Regions from separate parts of the Mus musculus genome. Here region 2 is linked to region 1. The links are chromatin contacts, called in public HiChIP or PLAC-seq maps. All regions are on one chromosome and are shown on one strand. The core of a region is the stretch at or near the end of the contact, and the rest is flanking DNA. Distances in the headings are between cores, read along the strand shown. Region 1 overlaps Tmem44 (transmembrane protein 44). Region 2 holds the start of Lsg1 (large 60S subunit nuclear export GTPase 1).

The links. HiChIP or PLAC-seq counts read pairs in DNA pulled down with a chosen protein or histone mark.
Region 2: a BATF HiChIP or PLAC-seq map of CD8 T cells shows a contact between it and region 1, with 8 read pairs. The contact joins the promoter of Lsg1 here to the enhancer-like site in region 1. A contact is called at or near these places in 2 of 39 promoter capture datasets (the C10 cell line and macrophages), 2 of 484 Hi-C or Micro-C datasets (the G1E-ER4 cell line and forebrain), 9 of 115 datasets of contacts at active chromatin or transcription factors (the 230-238 cell line, CD8 T cells, the SCID.adh cell line and 4 more) and 2 of 9 other capture datasets (adipose tissue and liver).

What each region holds. Positions count from the first base shown.
Region 1 is chr16:30,531,645-30,535,703 of GRCm38.p6, reverse strand. All of the region lies in intron 8 of Tmem44 (transmembrane protein 44), which reads left to right. Among named protein-coding and RNA genes, the nearest start is that of Gm52252, 14 kb to the right of the region's middle. Within about 2 kb of position 1,928, at least 32 of the 459 cell types and tissues checked have an H3K27ac peak or open chromatin away from gene starts, as enhancers often do. A contact at or near this core is called in CD8 T cells, where this site is marked.
Region 2 is chr16:30,585,756-30,589,814 of GRCm38.p6, reverse strand. Lsg1 (large 60S subunit nuclear export GTPase 1) reads left to right here and starts at 2,226. Exons shown (of 14, transcript NM_178069.5): 1 at 2,226-2,377. The coding sequence starts at 2,279.

The sequences.
Region 1 (4,059 bases), core at 679-3,178:
GTCTCCAGATGCACCAGAAGAGGGCGTCAGATCTCATTACGGATGGTTGTGAGCCACCATGTGGTTGCTGGTATTTGAACTCGGGACCTTTGGAAGAGCAGTCAGTGCTCTTAACCACTGAGCCATCTCTCCAGCCCCCTCAATGTAGTTTTTAATTAAGATTTCTCTGAGGTTGAGCACTTCCTTGTACTTTATCAATCACTTATATTTCATCTTTTGTGGATTGCACATTTCATTAGACTATTTATTGATTGAGTTGATTTCTTGTTTAGTTTTTTCAGATCTTTGTATATTTTATGTGTTAATGTTGGATGTATAGATGGCTAATATTATCATGATACATTTCAGGTAGTAATGTCAACTAGCAAAGATTTTTTTTCACCCTTCAGTGGGCTGTCTCTTTACTTGGTTAACCACTTCCTCTGTCGCTCAAAAGCTTCTTAATTTCTTGAGGTTCCATTTATCAACCCCTGAAAAGGAAATCCAGGAGTCCTGCTCAGAAAATTCATGCCTATGTTGTATTTTAAAGTATTTTACCTACATTTCCTCTCATGGTACATTCCCTCAGTTTCAGATCTTACCTTAAGGACTTTTGTCCATTTGGAGGTATTGTTCTTCATCCTGCTGGGTTTTCTTTTCCTTTGAGATGGTGCGTGCGTGTGTGTGTGTGTGTGTGTGTGTGTGTGTGTGTCCTACTGTGTAGCTACTAGGGGTGGGGAGTGACTCCTACTGTGTAGCTGTAGCTGGCCTGAAACTTGTTACATAGACCAGCCTGACCTGGAACTCACAGAGATCCTCCACATCCACACCATTCTACAGCAGGGACTTGAGCGGCCTAGGTTTCTGTATCCTTGGGAGCCTCAGAAGGAGCCCCCTCAGCTCTGAGGAATGACTGTTCTTGGGGAAGCTATAAAATGGCAAAGAGTTTCCCTGTTTCTGTTGGCTTTTACTTGTCTTTAATTTAAAATAATCTCTATACAAAAGAGACATATTTTAGTCCCTCCCAGAATGTGGTGTGTATGAAAGATGAAGAAAAGAATAAGATCACCAGCTGTAGTATCTAGCTGCCAGTCTGAGGGCAGTGACCTCTGGGAAGGCTTCGGAGCTAAGCTCAAGGTCACCTGTGCATGTTTGAAGCATCACTAGGCAGCAGATAGGCAGGGAGACGTCACTAGAAGCTGGTCGGTCTTGAAAAGAGGTGGCAAGACTTTGGGCTGAGGCTGAGGCAGACAGGGAAGCAAAGGATTGTAGGTAGAGTGGGGAAGGGACCTCGGAGCTATGGCTTACCTTCTGGGTCCTCAAGGGAAAGAGGGTTGAGAAAGAGATGACAAAAAGTTCACCTCCTTCTCCCACTATTCTAAGATTCCTTGGTCAGGTCACCAGTGACCTCTGAGTGGCTGAATCCTCAATCACTTCTGTCTGACTGAGACTCACTTGGCCCCCACTGCTGATTCTGCAGCCCCACCAGTGTTTTCTGCCACTTCACACTAAGGGCAAACTTCATCGTTAACACTCAAGTCCCTCCTGTAGAACGGTGTGGATGTGGAGGATCTCTGTGGATTCCAGATCAGGCTGGTCTACCTAACAAGGTTCAGGCCAGCTACAGCTACACAGTAGGACCCCTGTCTCAAAGAGGTAGGGGGGAAAAAACAACCCAGCAAGATGAATAACATCTCCAAATGAACAAAAACCCTTAAGGTAAGATCTGAAGGTTAGAGTGGGATTGTCTCAACCCTGACGGGGCGTGCTTCCTCCTCTTGGTGTGCTTCTGCAGACCCCAGATTCACTGCCCAGTCCTCCCTCATGCTGACTCTGAGGAAACACTTGTTCCTCTCCCCTTACTTCCAGTCCCAGATGCCCCACATGGTGTCCCACACTTACCACATCCACACAGTGCAGGCTTTCCCTGCCCAGATAGGCTCTCTGTGCACCTCAGGAAGTGCTGTCCCCACAGGAAGTGCTGTCCCTATCTATGCAGTGATTCAAGCCCCAGACTCCCCTCTCTCTTCCCGTTGTGCCACCCTCTTCCCACCCAGGCTATTTGCTGGTCCTGCAAATGCTTCTTTTAAAATAGTCAATGAGGAGCCTGGAGAGGTGGCTCCGGGGCTATAACTGTTCTTTCAGAGCAATTCTGGGCGTCTACTTGGTGGCTCATAAACGACTGTAATTCCTGCTTAAGGGGACCCGATGCCCTTTTCTGGCTAAGCAGTGCACATGTGAATGCAGACAAAATACCTGAACCTATGAAATAATAAAATATATTTTTTATACATTTTTATTAGGTATTTTCCTCATTTACATTTTCAATGCTATCCCAAAGGTCCCCCATACCCACCCCCCCCATAAAATATATTTTTAAAAAAAATAGTTAATGAAGCCTGTACTGGAGATGAGAGGCAGAAGATTGCTCCAATTTCAGAGTCAGCCTGGGCTACACAGTGAGTCCAACTCCAGGGACAGGTGAAGCCCTGCAACAAACAAAACAGAAATAATGCCTGTGCTAGCTATTAGCAATCCAGGCTGCACTCACACTGTCTCAGAAGGGATGGGGGTGTTTTCTTAAGGCAAACAGCTGTCCACTGGCTGCTATTTAACACCCGTTCCAGCCTGCTGTCTACACTAGCAACCAGAGGGCTTGTTTGGTTTTGCTTTGCTTTTGATTGTATTTTGGTTTTGCTTTGCTTTGCTTTTGGAGTATTTTGTTGTTGGTTTGGTTGTTGTTGTTTATTTGAGGGGGTGGGTGTCTGTAGGCTAAGCTGTGCTGAAACTCAGATCCTTCTACTTCAGACACTGGGGTTATGGGTGTGTGCCATCCTGCTAGGCAGGAATGCTCTTTTACAAATACAACTTACATTTTTCAAAAAGGCTCTTCATTTTTGTATGTGTGTGTGCATCTGAGGTATGTGTATGCCCCACCACATGTGAGCAGAAGCCCATGAAGTCAGAAGAGGGTGTCAGACCTCCTGGAGCTGGAGTTACAGGGTAGTTGTGAGTCTTCAGTTCAGGTGCATTTTGACCCGTGATGTGGCCCCTGCCCTACTATGTGGTAGACGTGGGGACTCAGAGGACTTGGGGCCTGAGAGCAAGGCTTTACCCTTTGCTGGGTTATTTAGATGCTGGGTGTGAATCCCTCTGCCAATGAGAGAATCAAAGCATAAATTTACAGTGATGAGCCCACATCAGCCATGAAAGCATTCTTCTGAACAGAGAGGAGGGGGAGAATGGGAGTTGGGGGTGGGGGGGATTGCGAAACGTGGGGGGTGGGGGGAAGCTTAGGAACTCGTGAGAAAAAACCGTCTCAGAAGCTTTTTCTGACATGGGACCTGGGCTGTGATTGGCTTATTGCTTGCTTAGCGTGGAACTGTGTTCATCTATAGTCACCTCATGCCTCGGTGTCGCGTGATCGATACTAGGGAACCACCCTCCCCAAACCCACTCACGAGGGATGCGTGCCTCCCTCATCCTTCCCTACGGAAGCCCTCCCACCAGCGAGTTTCACCCAGCCTCTTCCACCTGTGTCCACCAGAGGGCGAGAGGCCCTTCCGAGGCACTGGACGTCCAGCCTTCATTCCCCTCTCAGTGGGCTTGACTGACAGCACAACCAGCATTTACCTGGTCCTTATGAGCTGCGACACTGGCCCAAGCCTTTGCCATAGATTAAATTCAGTGCTGACCCTTGACGTAGTACTCTCACTTTACAGCCTAGGAAACAGTCAAGTGGCAGGGATTGGGAGGTGGTGCAGGGGGGATGGGCTTCCATAACTGCTCAAGGTCACATGGCTTGCCAGTGGCAGAGGTTCAGGACCGCCTAGAGATGGGCAGAGGGGTCATGGCCATGAAGACCAACAGCTCCACCCTCGACGGGGACGTTGGAAACCCCTTGTTCATCCGTTGATTCGGGTGTAATACACCCTGGAATATTATAGGATTTATTCTGTTGCCTAGGAGCCACCTGCCCCTAACCCCATTCCACCCACAGGATCTATTTCAGCTCCCATCTTCTGAGGCCATCAGGGTGCCCCTTACCTACGTAAGGGCTGCAACCAGAATCCTGTCTCT
Region 2 (4,059 bases), core at 977-3,476, 54 kb before region 1:
TTACCATGTTGGTGCTCTTTTGACACTCCCAAAAAAATTTTGATTAAATTTTCATTTTGAGCACAGAGCTGGTGGTGCATACCTTTAGTCCCAGCATCTGAGGAGCAGAGGCAGGCAGATTTCTCTGAGTTAGGCAAACCTGGTCTACAGAGTGAATTCCAGAACAGCTAGGACTACACAGAGAAACCGTATGGGACGAGGGATATGAGTCTGTCTTAAACAAACTAACTAACTAACCAACCAGCCAAGAGGGTTTCCTTTTTCAAATGCTCTGGAAAAGGAAACTAAGGTGAAGCCTTGAGTTACTGGTTGAATGGTTACTCTAGTAATGAGATGGCCATTTTCTCTAAACTCTCTATTAGTGTTGCCATTATTAAAATGCATAACCCTCTTCATTTCCTTGAGTTAGGGTTAACTTTAACAGTGCCAGATGCGGTCGCTCTCTCCCTATATGCAGGGTGACCCCTGCATGCTGGATTAAATAAAATTTCTCTTGCTCTTGCATAAAAAAAAAAAAACAAAAACAGATGCTGTCTCTAATTCTATTTGTGTATCTTCTCTCTATCTTCCTCCTGGAGAGTGTGTTCAGAGATTTTACAGTCGTGCTTCTATGCTGGGAAACAGAGAATTCATGTTCTCGTCCATTCCTTCTCTGGTTTGTGAGCACTGCCGTCCCAAAGACTTTCCAACTGCCACCGACTTTGTCATTCCTTTGGGAGCTCCACAAAATTCACTCCAATTAAGCAAGAGTCTAGTGGAGGTATGGCACACAAAAAGGAAGTGGGCAAAGAGTCAGAAATGGGTGAGCGGTGTGGTCCCAGTTCTGCTGGCTGCTAACTAGTCCACTGCAGCGTCTTCATCGGCACCAGAAAAGAACGGGCTGGGCTGCTCTTGTTACTTGTTACCTGGAAACGTGTTACACACACACACACACACAGCACCCAGAACTTATGAATCAGTCATTCTGTTAAGGTTATTCCTGGGAAATTTCTGTACACATTAAAGTTAGAAAAGTTAACAGACTAGGTGCCTTCCTGATGTTTTTCGTAATTATTTTAACTGACAAGTAAAAATATTGTGGGCATGCATGTGTGTGTGTGCGCGTGCGTATACATAGATACACATATATGTGTATATATACATGTTTATGTGCCACTTAGTTATAATATTTTATTATACATAGATTAATCAAACAAGTTAGCAACAATGACCGAGTACTCTCAATAATAATGGAAGTGTAACAAGACTCCTAACTCATAGCATGTCTTTGATCTATAGCCGGTGAAAACTACTTCCATGGCTAAGCAGCATGTTACCGTGGTCTCCCCAATGAGGATGTTATTCAACACAGTCGATTATAAACTGATTTCTTTTTTCTTTTTTAGAAAGGGTCTCACTGTGTAGCCCTGACTGTCCTGGAGCTCTCTTTGTGGAGATCTGCCATCCAGTATCCCAAGTGCTAGGATTAAAGGTGTGTGTCACCACGCCTGGCTTAAATTGACTTTTTATATATACACATTACGAGGAAAGCCGATGATTGGTTTGGGGCATTGAATATCTATTAGTGGAGCCAGATCACTATTTTCGCTTTAACTTTAATTATAAAAAATGTTGATACAATGCTCACTGGAACATGTGAACTTTTTTTTTTCTGCTCCAGAAAGCAGAAGCGCAACGCCGCCGGCTTTCACTTTCTAGTTCTGAAAATGCTTTTTAACTGCCCATTCTAAACTCTCACCCATGTGTGAATTTTTCTCCCTGCTCCGCAACTAGTGAATACTAGGAAAACAAAAATCGATTTAATTGCTGAGCAGAAAAACCAGCATCGGGAACCTTCTGCCACCTAGAGCCACAGAAGCACTCTTCTTTCACCGGAGTCCCCTCCTCTTCCTGACGGAAGCCGCGGGGAAGATGGAGTTAGTCCCGTGAACTTGAGCGGACATATTTTCCAGTTGTCCCAATTTCCCGCCGGACTTTAAACAGTGGAGTACAAGTCTGGAATGTACCATTCTCTTAAATCGGTCAGTGTATCAAAATGGAAACAGTCGTAGGAGTAGCCATAAGGAATCACCGAGAAAAAAATTTTACATTTCTTCTCTATAATATTGTCAAACTTGGGATCTACCAAAATCATTCTGAAACAAGTCATTCAATACCCCGCTGTTACACTTCCGGACTGGACAACTTAGGCTCGCTCTTACATCACTTCCGGGTTCACAGCCGGAGAAACCGGAAGCCTCGCGTGCTGAGCAGTGGTTTGTGCTGTTGATGCGTGGTTATGGGTCGGAGACGAGCGCCGGGTGGTGGGTCCCTGGGCCGAGTACTTATCCGGCAGCAGACTCAGCGAAGCCGCAGCCACCGTCATACTGACTCCTGGGTAAGGAAATCTGTGCTCTCCATAGTCTTTCTGTCTTGTTCTGAGTGCCTCCATGCTACAAAAGTTGGAGCCAGAAGTCGCGCCTGAACAGGGTTTGGAAGCAGACCCCAGCAGGGCGCAGAGAGGCTTGATACAGGACTAGTGTGTAATGAAAATGGGAAGAACCCATCGTGTTGGAATGTTTCACTGTGTTTGAGTTATGCTCTAGAAGCCACGGGCGCTCTTGGATATTTCTATAAAGAAGATAACTTGTTATCGTAAAATTTTGAAACAAAGTCTCCGTATGCAGCCAAGTTTGGCTCAGGACTGCCTTCCTCGTGCCTGTGCCTGGAGAGTTCTGGGTTTACAAGCCGTGGCCACCATGCTTGGATCTTTTAAACTTTCCGATTTTAGTTGCCCAGAGAATCGATCCTCTAGAGATGGTTCCGTTAGAGGCGATCTCTGCTTTGCCTTGTTTTGCCCCCTTGGGGTTTATCGTAAGAAATTGACATTGTCTCTAGAAGCTTAGGGAAGATCGTGGTAGCCTTAAAAAGTAAATGAAGTATAGAAATTAATCCCAGCAGAGTATTTGAGGACATTCCGAGTCCTCACTAAAATCCTGTGCTGAAGTTGTCCCTGGTGCGTGTCCGTTACATCGTCCCATTTCCAAACTCTGAGGAAGACACACATGCTTCTTTCTCAGTGTTCAAGTCTGGACTTTTGATACTACTCTCAATGTACTGGCCTTCGGGAAATAGTGGAGAGGTTTAATTTTAATCTAAAGAAATTCTAACTCATATCCTGATATTTGTTAATCCTAAGCTTTTAATCCTTAATTTCGTTTAAAAAAAAAAAAACTATGTTTGTATCTGTAGTAAGCATATAACTTGGGATGGTATATATCAAACTCAGGGTTGTTTTGGTTTTTTGGGTTTTTTTGTTTGTTTTTTGTTTTGTTTTGTTTTTTTTTGCAAGACAGGGTTTCTCTGTGTAGCCCTGGCTGTCCTAGAACTCACTCTGTAGACCAGGCTGGCCTCGAACTCAGAAGTCCGCCTGACTCTGCCTCCCAAGTGCTGGGATTAAAGGCGTGCGCCACCACCGCCTGTCCAAACTCAGGGTTGTATGAGAAATCAATTAGCAGGTAGCTCTTTTTTTAATGGTCATTCCAGGCAAGTCAGTCTCCCAGCCCTTGGGATTTGGGGCAGAGGAGACTAAGGGGAGTGGGGAAACAGATCTCTACACAGTTCACGATGGCCCTTAAACTTGTGGTCTCTGAGACTCCTGCTCCTTTGATGACAGCATGCACCACCACACTTGGCTTTAAAATATTCTCTCTCATAGATCCCTATGAAATATTTTTAATTGGCCAGCCGAGTCAAGACAGTCTGGGTTCTAGTTCTTCATCAGTACTTAGTTTGGAACAATAGGTAAATTATTTTACCTATTTAAACCTCAGTTTCCTTGATAGTAAAATGAGGACACAATAAAATTCGCTTCAATAAAGGGGGCGTGCCCTTGCTGAGGTAAGAAACTGTTCATTTAAATATTTGATCTTGTTTTTTTGCGTTGTTGGATATCGACACTGTTGACAGCAACGGGCAAGTGTTCTGCTGAGCTGTGCCCCCATCTTAGCTAGGATTAGGTATTGCCTGTGTACATTCTAGAAGAGTCCAGCCACTTTGAGAACATAGGCCAGTACAAGC